Linked DNA regions of Pan troglodytes: region 1 is linked to region 2. A link is a contact called in public capture Hi-C data. All regions are on one chromosome and are shown on one strand. Each heading gives the region's core, a stretch centred on a gene start, on an enhancer-like site or on the middle of the called end of the contact. The rest is flanking DNA. Distances are from core to core; before and after follow the strand shown.

What was found. Capture Hi-C pulls out chosen DNA fragments and counts their contacts.
Region 1: a capture Hi-C map of stem cell-derived neural stem cells shows a contact between it and region 2, with 6 times the contacts expected there. The contact joins two enhancer-like sites. A contact is called at or near these places in 5 of 7 Hi-C or Micro-C datasets (blood, induced pluripotent stem cells, a lymphoblastoid cell line and 1 more), 1 of 1 datasets of contacts at active chromatin or transcription factors (stem cell-derived excitatory neurons) and 1 of 1 other capture datasets (stem cell-derived neural stem cells).

What each region holds. Positions count from the first base shown.
Region 1 is chr16:93,134,072-93,138,144 of NHGRI_mPanTro3-v2.0_pri, reverse strand. No RefSeq gene overlaps it. Among named protein-coding and RNA genes, the nearest start is that of CHSY1, 12 kb to the right of the region's middle. Within about 2 kb of position 1,339, at least 1 of the 24 cell types and tissues checked has an H3K27ac peak or open chromatin away from gene starts, as enhancers often do. A contact at or near this core is called in stem cell-derived neural stem cells, where this site is marked.
Region 2 is chr16:92,878,810-92,882,495 of NHGRI_mPanTro3-v2.0_pri, reverse strand. LRRK1 (leucine rich repeat kinase 1) reads right to left here. Exons shown (of 34, transcript XM_016927549.4): 11 at 2,206-2,318; 12 at 1,234-1,310. Among named protein-coding and RNA genes, the nearest start is that of LRRK1, 95 kb to the right of the region's middle. Within about 2 kb of position 2,100, at least 2 of the 24 cell types and tissues checked have an H3K27ac peak or open chromatin away from gene starts, as enhancers often do. A contact at or near this core is called in stem cell-derived neural stem cells, where this site is marked.

The DNA of each region.
Region 1 (4,073 bases), core at 90-2,589, 260 kb before region 2:
CCTGCCCCCAGTACCTGTGAATATGCCCTTATTTGGAAATAGAATCTCAGCAGATGTAACCCAGTTAAGATGAGATCTGCGGAGAGGGTGGGCCCTGAGCCAATGTGATTACTGTATCATTGGCTAGGGCTGCCGTAACAAAATGCCACAGACTGGGTGTCTTCAACCACAGACGTTTATTCCCTCACAGTTCTGGAGGCTGGAAGTTGGAGGAGATGCTGCAGGACTCTCCTCCAAGGCCTCAATTCTTGGCTTGCAGATGGCCACCCTCCTGCTGCCTGGTCACAGGCTCTTTTCTTTGTCACAGTTACCCCTCCTGCCTCTCTGTGTCCTAATCTCTTCTTACAAGTACATCGGTCATACCAGACTAGGGCCCACTCTGATGGCCTCTTCTTAATTACTTCTTTAAAGACTGTCACCAAATAGTCACATTCTGGAGTACTGAGGGTTAAGGCTCCAACATACGAATTTTAGGGGGGACAATTCAGCTCGTAACAATTGGTGTCCTTATAAAAGAAGAGAAGAGGCCGGGCATGGTGGCTCAAGCCTGTCATCCCAGCACTTTGGGAGGCCGATGTGGGCAGATCACTTGAAGTCAGGAGTTCAAGACCAGCCTGGCCAACATGGCGAGACCCCATCTCTACTAAAAATACAAAAATTAGACATGGTGGTGTGCACCTGTAATCCCAGCCTCCCCACTGGGAAGCTGAGGCAGGAGAATCGCTTGAACCCAGGAGGCAGAGGTTGCAGTGAGCCGAGATCCCACCACTGCACTCTGTTCAGCCTGGGTGACAAAACGAGACTCTAAATAAATAAATCAAAGAGACACAGACACTGAAAGAAGGTGACCACGTGAAGCCCACGGCAGAGACTGGAGTGACGCAGCCACAGCCGCAAGCCAAGGAAAGCCTGGAGCCCCCAGAAGCTGAAAGAGGCAAGGAAGGATTCTCCCGTCAAGGCCAGGAGGGAGCATGGCCCTGCTGACACCTTAAGTTTGGCCTCAGAAACTGTGAGAGAAGCAATGCCTGTAGTAATAAGCCACCCAGTTTGTGGTCATTTGTTCTAGCAGCCACAGGAAATGAAAACAGTGGCCTTTGGCAAGCACAGTTCAACTCTCGGAATTTCCCTCGCATGTGACGAGATATGGTCCCAAGGCTCAGGGCACACGCAAGTTGCATGGATGTACCACACGTAGCTTGCTCAGCACCCCTCCCCAACAATGCTCCCCAGAGATGGTCCAGAGGACATTCCTTCATCAGAGCATAAAGCAAGTGCTGGTGGGAGAACCAGGACTCCTGAGCAGCATGCGAGGAAGGCCGGCTGGAGGGCAGTGGGATTGCGCCGTGCTGGATGAGGTCTGTTTGCCCCTCCACATCTACTCTCCACCCGGTTCCTGCCCCAGGAGGCTGACCTGTATGCATGCAGGGAGCCCTTCTATGCAGTCCGTTCAGGCCCTCTCCTGGGGTGCTGTCCCTAGGCCACCGTGACTGCAGGCACAGGTAACTTTCTCAATGGATAGGAACACCACCCCAGGTGCTCCGGCCAGCACAGTAAACCCTGAATTCCTTTTCCTGAAGTTGGACTCCAGCAAGCCTTAGGATCCATTCTCCTCCTCCTGACACCCTTAGGATCCATTCTCCTCCTCCTGACACCCTTGGAGTCCGTGGCCGTGATTCTTCCCAGACTCCTGCCACAGGGATGGATGAAGTCATACTACATTTTCAGTGATAGCTGTGTACAGTGAGCCTTGTACTTTTTGATCTGGGATTTTCTGGAATCAGACTCTTTCCATTGCCTGGAGGTTGTGAGGGGCGATGAGAGTGAAGCCTGCAGGATCAGCAGCAGCTGGAGAGACAACTGTCCCAGTACCTTAAGTGAAAGCTGTTTCTGCAGGAGGAAGCAGGCAGGGGGCTGAGATGAAGGGATTGGGAGGCTCAGCGTTCTCAATTCTCAGCCTCCTCTGTGTCGACCCGTATTTCAGGGTCCCGCTCCTTTCCCATCAGTGCCCTTAGCATTAAGGACCTGACAGGGGTCAGCATTTCATTGGCAATGCTGCTCTGCAGACCTTAAAGCCAGGCCTGGGCTGGGCTTCAGCCATTTCTCTCCTACAACTACAGGGGATGGGGGAGTTCCAGCAGGGCTAGAACTCACTGCATTCACTTCCTGTGGCTGCTGGAACAAATGACCACAGACTGGGCGGCTTCTAACTACAGGCATTGCTTCTCCCACAGTTTCTGAGGCCAAACTTAAGGTGTCGGCAGGGCCATGCTCCCTCCTGGCCTCGACGGGAGGATCCTTCATTGCCTCTTTCAGCTTCTGGTGGCCCCAGGCTTTCCTTGTCTTGTGGCTGCATCACTCTTCTCTGCCATGGGCTTCACGTGATCACCTTTCAGTGTCTGTGTCTCTTCTCTTATTTTCTATTTATTTATTTACTTATTTGAGACAGAGTTTCGCTCTGTCACCCAGGCCAGAGTGCAGTGGGTGACTCACTCTACAACTACAGCTCACTACAACCTCTGTCTCCTGGGTACAAGCGATTCTCCTGCCTCAGCCTCCCAGTTGGGAGGCTGGGACTATAGGCACATGCCACCACGTCCGGCTGATTTTTGTATTTTTAGTAGAGACAGGGTCTCACCACGTTGGCTCGGCTGGTCTTGAACTCCCGACCTCAATTTTCATCTGTGTTCTGCATTGGATCCTAAGTAACTTTAACTTGTCCTTTTCCCTGTACACACTCAAGGCCCATCCAAAGCAGCCAGGTGACCCCACCTTCTTCATAGTCATCCTCGTTGCCATTGTGCCTGCTTCACAGCCATTTGGCCTCCACTGCCTCGCTCTGCTCTCGTCCACTTTCCTCGGCCATGGCCATGGGTACTTTGAATGCCCATGATGCTCCTGCCTGCCATTGAGTAAGTATCAGAGTGCTGTTGCTCATTCCTTAAATAGCTGAGCGATCCTCTCCCCAGTCCCATTTTGAGAGTATGTCTCCCAAGACCACATTGTTAGTCATTAGGAAAATGCAAATTAAAAACCACAATGAGATACCACTACACACTTATTGGAAAGGCTAGGCTGGGCGCAGTGGTGGCTCACGCCTGTAATCCCAGCACTTTGGGATGCTGAGGTTGGCGGATCACTTGAGGTCAGGATTTTGAGACCAGCCTGTTCAACATGGCAAAACCCCATCTCTACTAAAAAGAAAAAAAAAATTAGCTGGGTGTGGTGGTGCCCACCTGTAATCCACTTGGGAGGCTGAGGCATGAGAATCGCTTGAACCAGAGAGGTGGAGGTTGCAGTGAGCTGAGATCATGCCACTGACTCCAGCCTGAATGACACAGTGACACTCTGCCAAAAAAAAAAGAGCTAAAATTAGAAAGACTATTCCAAATGTTAATGAGAATGTGGATGAACTGGAACACACACACTCCTGGTAGCAACAGAAAATGGAAAACAGTTTGGCAGTACCATAAAAAGTGACATTACACCTACCATATGATCCAGCCATTCCATCCATAAATACCTAAGGGAAATAAAAGCATCTGTCCACACCAAGACTTGCACAGGAATGTTCCCAGCTACTTTACATGTAGTAGCCCAAATTGAAATCAATGCAAATGCTCATCAACAGGTGAATGGATGGCTAAATCGTGGTATGTTCATAGAAAGGAACGCTATTCAGCAACCAAATGGAATGAACTATTGATGCATGCCACGTGGATGGATTTCAAAATAGTTACGCCATGTGAAAGAAGCCAGGCCAAAACAACAACAAAAAACCACTACGTACCATATGATTCCATTTCTACAAAAATCTAGAAAACGCTCATTAATCTATAGTGATGGAGCAGATCAGTGGTTGCCCGAGGTGGAGGTGGGGAACAGGGAGGGAAGGAGGAAAAGGTGGTTCAAGAAAACTTTCCAGGGTAATAGACAAGTCTGCTGTCCTGGTGGTGATGGTGTCTGTGATACTGTGAAACATATATTTGGTTTTCAACTCTTTTTGCTGGGATACAACTCCTAAAATCCTCAGACTCTTCAAGTGATGTCCTCTCCTATGCTAATGAGTTGACTGG
Region 2 (3,686 bases), core at 851-3,350:
CCCCGCCCCCCACCAAATTCATATGTCGAAGCTCTAATACCCAATGTGACACTATTTGGAGATGGGATATTTGAGCTGTAATTAGGTTTGGATGAGGTCATGAGGGTGGGGCCCTTACGATGAGATTAACATTCTTATAAGAAGAGGGGCCGGGCGTGGTGGCTCACACCTGTAATCCCAGCACTTTGGGAGGCCGAGGCAGGCGGATCACTTGAGGTCAGGAGTTCAAGACCAGCCTGGCCAACATGGTGAAACCCTGGATATCTGAGAGGAGGGTGCCAGCACTGTCAGGGGCTAGCGAGGGCCTTCTTCCTGGCATCCTGTATTGTATTAAAATACAAAATTACTATTTGGAGACGGGATATTTGAGCTGTAATTAGGTTTGGATGAGGTCATGAGGGTGGGGCCCTTATGATGAGATTAACGTTCTTATAGGAAGAGGGGCCGGGCACAGTGGCTCATCTCCAAAAATACCAAAATTAGCCAGGCATGGTGGCACATGCCTGTAATCCCAGCTACTCGGGAGGCTGAAGAAGGAGAATAGCTTGAACCTGGGAGGCGGAGGTTGCAGGGAGCCAAGATCGCGCCACTGCACTCCAGCCTGGGTGACAGAGCGAGACTCAGTCTCAAAGAAAAAAAAAAAAAAAGAAGAGGAAGAAAGACCAGAGTCCTCGCTCTCTTCACTATCTCAGGACATAGAGAGAAGGATGCCAGGAAGAAGGCCCTCGCAAGCCCCTGACAGTGCTGGCACCCTCCTCTCAGATATCCAGCTTCCAGAACTGTGAGAAAATAAGTGTCTGCTGCTGAAGCACTCGGTCGATGGTATTTTGGTGTGGCAGCCAAGCTCAGACACCCTGGGAGCCTCAGTCTCCCCACGTGCAAAATGGGGAAATGTGGCCCATACCTCACGTTGTGAGGATGAGAAACTCTCACATATGTAACCTGCCTAGGGCACTGCCTGGTGTGTAGATCAGCTGCACATGTTAGCTGCTGGCATCACTGGCCTCCACGCAGGAGAGTGGGGCTTGAGGATACCTGCGTGTCACACGTGGGACAGAAAGAATGGGCGCAGCTCATATGCAGGGTTTTCATTTGAACATGGACATCTGTGGCATCGCAACAGGGCATTGAAGGGGAAGGCCCAAGATAAGGGCGATCCCCACTTTGGTGGAGCAGGAACCAGGCTACCCCGGCTGTCTCACCTGGGAACACCGTCTCCCAACCCACACACACCTGCCTCAGTCCCGGAGCGCTGGCGACCTCTGGTGGTGAAAAAGGCAATACGCTTCGTTTTCAGTCCATCTTCATTTCTAGGGGGAGGAAAAAGAGACAAAATTTGAGGCCAGCACGACAAAAACATTACTTTTGGCTGTGATGTTATAATGCCAAGCCACGGAGATAGGGAGCAATTCATGTGCAACTCTTCAGGGCCTGGCAGGGGCGCACGCTGCAGTGGCGGCTGCCTTTTTCACTGCCCCCACCCCTCCCCGCAGGGGCCCTCCTTGGGGTGCAAGTTCCACCGTGATATGCAGAAGTGGCCTTCTGCAAATAACGGGGGCGGCTGGTCTCCAGAGGCTGGCTGGGCTCATCCCGGCTTTCCACCTACTGGAAGGCTTTGGGGCTGGGTGCTTTTATTCAATTCCACGTCCATTTCAGTTAGTGATCAGCAGAGACTTTTGAACAGAATTACAGTTTGGGCTGAAGTGAGAGACAAGATTCTCCAGCAGACTAAAAATTAGAAACGAGAGGACACCATTAGGGGCTGTTTCCCCCCACATTCCTGTGTCGAAGCCCTAACCTCCAATTCCTCAGAATGTGACTGTATTTGGAAACAGGGCTGTTAAGGAGGTAACTAAGTTAAAATGAGGTCATTAGGATGGACTCTAATCCAATCCGACTGGTGTCCTTATAAGAAGAGGAGATTAGGTCACAGACATGAACAGAGGCCTGACCGCACCAGGACACAGGGAGAAGACGGATCCGCAAGCTAAGGAGAGGGGCCTCAGGAGAAACCAACCAGGCCTGCCCACGCCCTCACCTCGGACTTCAGCCCCCAGGGCTGTGAGGCAGTGATTTCTGTTGTTAAGCCCCCAGCTGGCGGCTCAGCAGCCCTCGCAGACTCACATGCCACCATTCAGAGGACCTGCTCGACCGTGGCCCCACACACCCTTTGGAATTGGCCAGGGAGGAGAGGCCCCTGCTTACTTGCCAAGTTGGTTTCTGGAGAGATCCAGGGTTTTGAGCTGCCTGCAGGTCCACTTCTCTTGAGGTGGAAGTGCCGCCAGCTGGTTCCCCTGTAACCTCAAGAACATGAGGGCCTGAGAGAGAGAGGGAGGGAGAGAGAAGCTAAGATAGCATCAGATACAAGAAGGGAGGGGAGACTGAAGAGCCAGTCAGTTCCCAACCACGTGCAGTCAAACGATTCCAACCAATTTTCCTTCACGCAGATCCCAGCTGTGTGGGGCCCAGCAGCCTCTTCGAACTCACGAAATGATACCAAACAGTGCGACGGGGGCTATCTATCTACAGGAGCTCCTCCCTCAAAGGCAGTGAGAGGCAATTATTCTAGAGTGAAAGGAGCCCAAGCAGCTGTCAGCATTAAGGATTCTTAAGAGTACTGATTACCGACCGGTGTGTCTCTCTGGGGAAAGTGCCAGACTCTGATGGTTTGGAGGACAACGGCTCACGGCTGGTGGGGGTGGCATGGGGCATGCAGTACAGTGCTGGTGTCTGCCGCCTCCTGGTGGGTGGCCTCCTGGGCCAGCCCAGGTCTGGGGACGGGGTGGCAGTGCCATCAAGGGTAACTGCCCTAGCCACATGCCCTCTGCTAGCCGACACAGTCCCAAGCTGGGCCCCTCAGGATTATCAGCATGTCTGGGGTGCCCCTCGTGGGTAGCCCTCCCTTAGCCCTACTGCAAACAGACCCTGCAGGGAACCCAGTCACCAAGGGGGATGAGGGGCTACCTTGCACCTGTAACACGTTTTATTCTTTTTTTGTTATTCTTTTTATTATTTACTTTTTTAGAGATAGGGTCTCGCTCTGTTTCTTAGGCTGGAGTGCAGCGGTGTGATCATAGCTTGCTACAGCCTCAAACTCCTGGCCTCAAGCAATCCCCCCATTTTGGCCTTGCAAAGTGCTGGGAGTACCGTTCTGAGTCACCATGCCCAGGTCTGAGCCATCATGCCTGGCCCACGTTTTACTTTGCAGGAGTACCTTAGACATGCTATCTCCCTGCTTGAGGACATCACCACAGCCACCAACTATCCCGCCCACAACCAGGGTGGCCTCAGGAGGGCCACAGGCTGTTTGCTGCCCCACATTAAATTCTCTCCTCCTGGTGCTTCCGTCTCCTTCCTTGTTGAAGGGGCTTACGCCACCGCCCACCATCAGAACCGCTGCAGCCAGCCCCCACCTGCTGAAATTCTATGGAGACCCTGCCTCAGGGCCCCCCAAGCCCCCACATGCCCACCCACCCCTTCCCAGTGTGGAGAAGGAGACCTCGAGCAGACACATTCCCTGCAGGCCCACAGTGAAGCTCTGGACAAGGCTCTGCCTCTCCTGATTTGCTGATTCTGGGCTTTGGGGGAAGCCAAAAATCCAAGCCTGCTAGTTGTTGGTGTGAAATACGAGAAGACAGACTCAGAACAGGGGCCCAGGGGCTGTGGACAAGGCCTGAAGGCCAGGA